Regions from separate parts of the Zea mays genome. Here region 1 is linked to region 2. The links are chromatin contacts, called in public Hi-C maps. All regions are on one chromosome and are shown on one strand. Each heading gives the region's core, a stretch centred on a gene start, on an enhancer-like site or on the middle of the called end of the contact. The rest is flanking DNA. Distances are from core to core; before and after follow the strand shown.

Region 1 (3,283 bases), core at 547-3,046, 150 kb after region 2:
GAGAACGGCGAACGACGGCGCGAGAGAGAAGGGGAGAGGCTCGGCGCGATTGGAGAGGAGAGCGCGGGTAGGGGAGGAAGAGAGAAGGGACTCAGCCTCGGCTTTATAGAGAGGAAGAGGGAGAGCTCGGGAGGGCGAGAGAACGGCCGCGACGCCATCAAAACGCCATTAATGGCGTTGGCCATAACCATGGCCGTTACCGGCCCGGAGAAGAGGGGACTGGGGAGGAGAGGGAGAGGAGCCGGCCGTTTCCGGCTCGGAGGGAGTTGAGAGGGCGCAGACGGGTCGACGCGTCCGGGCGGGGTTGGGCGCGCGCGCCCGTGCGGCGGCTGGAGGAAGGAGGAGACCCGTGGGGGGTGTCGGTGAGGGTGGGGAGGGGAAAGGTGGCGCGGCGGCTGGGCCGCAGATGGGCCAAATTCGGCCGGTTTAGATTAGGGTTTCCTTTTTTTCTTTTATCCTTATTTCTCTAAAATATAATGAAATATATTTTTAAATATCTCTAAAACTTCATAATAATTATACCAACATTATTTATCATTAAAGAATTTATTTTTGGACCAGAATGTGTATATATATTAATTAATAAGGTTTTCAATATAAAAGAAATTCCCAAAAAACAACCATAAATCAAATATGAGTAAACAACAATTATTCTAAATGCAAATAAGATCAAACACTTGAAATAATTACCACTAAAGTTTAAATGCATTATTTTAAGTTGATGGTTTTGAGGTGTTACAGTAATGCAGTTCAACTGGCATTCCATAGCGGTTGAACCGGCCTTGCCGGTTGAAATGGTTGTTCTCAAAAAAGTTGGAAGTTTTTGTTAGAATTTTCAGGTGTAGCCTATTCACCTCCTCTAGGCTACTTTCACATTGGCCTGAGCATAATATGAAGAAGAATTGAGTAGTTTGATCTTATACAATTAAGAAAACTCACATACCTCTTTTCACATGAAAGAAGTCTCTTGATATGTAGTCAAAGTCTAAGGAATGTCGAATCTATGAATAATATGCTCAGTCACAAACTCAATTACATCCCCGAGTGTAATATTTTTCGGTGCAACGACTTCTGTCCACTTGGTGAAGTAGTATGTTGCGACTAGCATAAACCAATGTCCCTTCGACGATAAATGATGAATTTCTCTTACAAAGTCCAAACTCTATCATCCTAAAGGGCCAATGTTTGATAATATGATGTAGTTCAGCGGTAGTCACCAATTGTAGATTACCAAACTTTTAACATTTTTGACAACTTTTGTAGTACTTAAAACAATCGGTTATTATACCATGCTAATAAAAACTATATCTTCACAAAAACCAATTCATTTTTAGAGCTGATTAATGGGTACCACAAATGACTTCATGCACTTCAACCATAACTAATGTAGCATCATTAGAGGCCAGACACTTAAGCAAAACATCATCAAGAATTCAGCGATAAAATTTATCATCGAGGAGAACATACTTAAAAACAATACACTGAATATTTATGTTTGTCCTAACATTTGGGTCATGCAGATATGCAACTAAAAACGTTCTCCAATCAATTGTATCGGCACATTATTAACCGAATCAACTAAGACGATGCTTCTGTTGACATTGGACGGTCCGAGATCTTGATCGGACGGTCTGACAATAGCACGGTGTCTTCACCCAGATGGTCCGGAGGGCAAAATTTATGTTGCTACTTGCAGATGAGAATAATGTCGTTGTTCTGTGTTTTTTTTTTGTAAAATTTGTGTTGTTTAAGGCCCATTTGCTTTTTGACCCCTTAGATCTCCCCACTCTTTCAGCAGTTGACGGCATCCCCCATTGTTGCGCACCACGGAAGACGAAGGGCGGCAGCGCACGCCCTGAAAAAGGCAGAAGAAACGCGGTGCCTCGAGCCATCAGATGGCCCACCCCACCCCACCCCACCGTGTTGAGCTTGGAGTCGGACGGCGCTTGAGAGTCGCCGGGTCGGGCATGGCATCCATAGGCATACATCTCCTCGCGGAGCCTGGGGTGGGGCGGTCACCACCATGCCTAATCCTATCGCACCAAGGAGTCTGTCTCGTGCTCCTCGTAGTCTTCCTACCCACCCCTCCACCCCCCCCCCCCCCCCCCCCCCCCCCCCCCCCCTTTGCCCCCAATCCCTAGCCCTGCCCCTCTCCTCCAGCGCCGCGCGCCGGCTCTATGCGCCCGCCGCCCCCGGAGATGCATATCACACGCCGCCGTTACCGCTGGGTGAAGGAGTGGTTAGTTGCTCGCCTGCCGTCCGATGGCTCGCACAGTCTCCCTCCTCCCTCGATTTCCATCTGATCTGTTGCCTCTTTAGGGTCCCGCAAGATCTGGTCGTCACCGGAGGCCCCTGCACGCTCTACAAGTGGGTGCGAGGTAGATTGCGCCCGCTGATTGCTTGCTGCTGCTGCTGCTGTCAAACCGCAGCCTTTTATTCTATGACTGTACTGTCATGTCATCGTCATGTTTTGCACTGATGATAATTGCCCTGTCTGGTACTTCACCAGTGATTCATCCGTATCCACGCGAATTTCCAATTCTTTAAAGACAGGTGGAGCAAGCAAGGTCTTTTCATGTTTCTTATACTGGTTGCATCACATATTTCTAATTTGTAATACTTCAGCACACGAAGGGATGGTTGTTTAGTTCCACCCAGAAAAATTGAGATTTCAGTAGAGCAGTACATATATGCTTGTTAGTCTCCAAGTAAGAGTGGTCAGTTCAGTTCAAACTAGAGGAAAAACTTAGTACATTCTCTTTGGGGGTTGCCACCAGCATACCAATGTGTTCTTTTAATTGCCGACATGTCCTGACTGATTTGGACAATGTAATGAACACTGCCAACTTATTTATGAAGATTATGAAGTTCTCACACAATGCCAACAAGGGCACACAGGAAGATGGAATTCTTTGTTATATATTCTGATTGTTTCATGGCTGTTAATAACTATAGGGTAGTGAATTGTTTCTTCTATGATATAACCTTTTCATTCCGCTGTTAATATTATTATTGGATTTATTTACAGAGGATAGACTGGCAGCTTTGAAGGCTAAGGATAAGGAGCAGGGGGCAGCATCTGCAATGCCTGAACCAAACTCTGAGGTTCTCTTCCTGTGCAGCTACGAAGGATGTGGGAAGACATTTTTTGATGTAGGGGCTCTTAAGAAGCACGCTCATGTCCATGGGGAGAGGCAATATATCTGCCACTATGAGAACTGTGGCAAGGTACTGTTTACCCTTCCTTTTCACATCCCAGAGTAATCTTCAGTCTGCAAAGGCA
Region 2 (3,096 bases), core at 440-2,939:
AGGAGAAATAGGGGGGAAGAATAGTTGAGGGGGGGTATTTAAATATAAATAGAAAGTACGAAGGGGGGATTTAGGAGGGAGGATGGTTGGAGATAGCCTGATGCTCCCACCACTGATTGTCCCTCTAGTAGTTCAGTGTGTGCCTACCTGAGACTGAGGTGCGCCTACACTTGTTACTGCCTCTCATGGGCTGTAAAACTGCCATGACTCTTGCTGACAGGCATCACTGCCACCTACCGGGAGTCATGATCCATGCATTCCACCCTTGCCCAACAGACTCCAGTTCTCTCCAACTACCACAAAGCTGACTCTAGATTTAAGATTTGTTCTTGGTATTTGAATTTCAAAACATTGCATTAAGTTTGATGGAATCAAGTGGGGATTTTGTAATCATTCTGGATAAGATTGCAGTAAAAGATTTGTTTGAGCAAGCCAATCACAACAGTGCAACACTTCTGGATAGTTTTTTTAGATAAAGGAACAACGTTCCAGCCTCTACAGTACCGAACAAGTGTATGCAGCCAAAACCCTTCTGGATACTTGATCATGGTAAAATAAGGTGTTGAAAAATGGCAGAGCAAATGCTACACAAGCAGGTGCCTCTCTTTCCTGGATATTTTAGAGCATCAAATTCAATTAAATGAAAACAAGGTGAACTAAACATGATTTGGCATCATAAATTCTAAAATCAAATGACCATCCTACTGTATGCTTTCCAAACAAGTGATACCTTGGCTAATGCAGAGGCCTCACATAAAGCTTCCTTGGTCAGGTTGGGATCGGGTTCAAGCTCCAGTTCTAGGTCACTGTCATCGTCCTACCATTGTCAAAGAAGACAAACATAAAAAATGTAGCACCAATTACCGAAGGAGCACCCAACACAAGAACAAACTGAATTCCTGTGCGTGCAACCCTAAGATCCAAACAATCACCACTACAGGAATCTCAGATAATTAACGCCTTAAGCCGATCTGAAAGGGGCAGCAAAATCTAGGTTTTGAGGAGTAGGTAGGATTACAAACCAGAGGCTGGTCATCGGCGTCGACGCTCTCGTCTACGTCGTGATGATAGGCGAAGTGGCGCCAGAGCATCTGGTACTCGCGGGCGGAGGTGATCCCCGTGGCCGACTTCGCCACCACCGCCCTCCAGTCTATGCGCCGGCCATCCGCGTGCTGCGCCACCTCCTGCAGCGCCGTCAGGATCGTCCCTGGATGGTACCTGCGGGGGGAAGGGTTGCAAGCGACGCGGTGAAGTAAAACCCAAGATGAAAGCCAGCCGCCCGGGGAGAGAACAGGAGGACGGGCTGGGGGAGGACGGGGGCACCTGTGGAGGAGGAGCCAGACGTCGTCCTCGGAGAGGTGCCGCTTTCGTTTCCCCTTGCACGCCGCCGGAGCCGCAGCTGCCATCTCCGACAGGACGGCGCTTGGTGGGGCAGCTGTTGTTCTGCCTCTGCGTTGAACCCTCTATTCTCTCTTCTTCTACAAATATTTTGCATCGGATTAGTTGCGATTTAGCAAACAGGGAGCTTAGTGAGAGCGAGCCTCCATTATTTTTTCAGCTTGTGCGCATCGATAAGAGATTGACGATCATCTTCAACCTCTATCTTTTTCTCTCTCTTCAACCTTTATCCTTTTTCTCTATATTTGGCATATTGCTTTACCGAAACTTACAAAAGCATCTCCAATAATAACTTAGGTTGTTTGGTTGCAATGACAGGATGGGATGGGACGATCCCTCAAATTAGGTTGTTTGGTTCTGGGTCAAAGGTTGGGACATGACTATCCAGTGTTGTCTCATGTTGTCCCTCAAAATTGGAGGGACGAGAGAGGACGACAGGAGACGTCTCTGTTCTGACTGTCCCGCAACCAAACGGACCCTAAATCAGTATCGTATCTTCAAGTATAAAGGTTAATTTATAAAAAAATAGCTATAACAATAACCGATTTTACAAAAATTTATAAAATATATAGAACACGCCATGAAGTGACTCAAATATACTACACCCTAGATTAGTGTCTTATCCTTGTTTTCTATATCTCAACTATTTCTTTTCTAATTATGTAATTTATTTCCTAAAATATATGATTTAGAACTTAACTGTTGGAACTCAATTAGTTTTTAGTGTCGTAAACACTTTAAATGATGTAGTATTTTAATTTTGGGCACTACTTTGGGGGCACCTTGTTGGAGATGCTCGAAAAGGATCTTATCAACTAAGTTTGGAAAGTTACGATTGCGAACACAAGGTTGGTATGTGCCCTTTTGTTCGGTTTGTGATGAGTGGTTATCAACGGGTAGCACTTTGGGGTGAGCCAGTTGAACTATGTAGGGTGTGAGTTTGTGTGTGCAAACATGTCTCTTAACTTGTGGTGCGCAAATGTGTAGTCAAGAGACATGGTTGACAGCGAAGGCGAATGTCATGTGGGTTTGTGCCGATGGACCGGGCGCGTTAAAGGACGAGCACCGAGTCTTGACCGGGGGATTAGAGAAGCTGGGTGACTAGTTGTGTTGGCTGACACCTAGGGACATTGATGGGTGCAAGGACGTGGAGGAGCGAACTGTGTTGCCGATGCGGTTGCGGACCGATGGGACACGTGTCCAGGATGTGGGGGACCTGTACAGAGTACACTATTCATGGAGGTTTTCGGTGGTTGAGCCTCAAAACCACTCAGCGCTAGAATTCGCTGGTTTCTCCGGGTTTGGGCTTCAAAATCCGGTGGTATGGTTCCAGTGGGAATCAGGGGTGTCACGTGTCATCATCGTGAAGGGTGCGTTGAGGCGAAGCAAGTTTGTAAAGAGCGTGTGGTCGTCAGATCGAAAATACAGGAGTTAGTCCAGTTTGCCCATGGCTGAGTGGATAAGCTCTATGTATCTAGGGTTAGTTTAGGGAAGTGGAATAACCCTCTATAATTAGAGAAGATGGCTGGTTTTTTAGGCATCTCCTAGAGTTATCCCTTTGAGTTATCACTTGGGCATTTTTTCATTTAGACTATCTCTCTTAGTTCTAGCACTTAGTTTGTAATAGCTCTCTAGTTTCTTGTTTGGATATTCGTAGGTGCTTTCGAACAATGGCATCTATGTTCATGAGATTTTGAG

The links. A called contact is a pair of places that touch in the nucleus more often than the background predicts.
Region 1: a Hi-C map of ear shows a contact between it and region 2, with 3 times the contacts expected there. The contact joins the promoter of LOC103653625 here to the promoter of LOC103653624 in region 2. A contact is called at or near these places in 3 of 25 Hi-C or Micro-C datasets (ear, leaf and tassel).

Annotation. Positions count from the first base shown.
Region 1 is chr4:120,185,314-120,188,596 of Zm-B73-REFERENCE-NAM-5.0, forward strand. It overlaps LOC103653625 (zinc finger transcription factor YY1), which reads left to right and starts at 1,797. Exons shown (of 6, transcript XM_008680469.4): 1 at 1,797-2,239; 2 at 2,320-2,378; 3 at 3,029-3,228. The coding sequence starts at 2,178.
Region 2 is chr4:120,036,752-120,039,847 of Zm-B73-REFERENCE-NAM-5.0, forward strand. LOC103653624 reads right to left here and starts at 1,690. Exons shown (of 6, transcript XM_008680468.4): 1 at 1,324-1,690; 2 at 1,023-1,218; 3 at 731-817. The coding sequence starts at 1,406.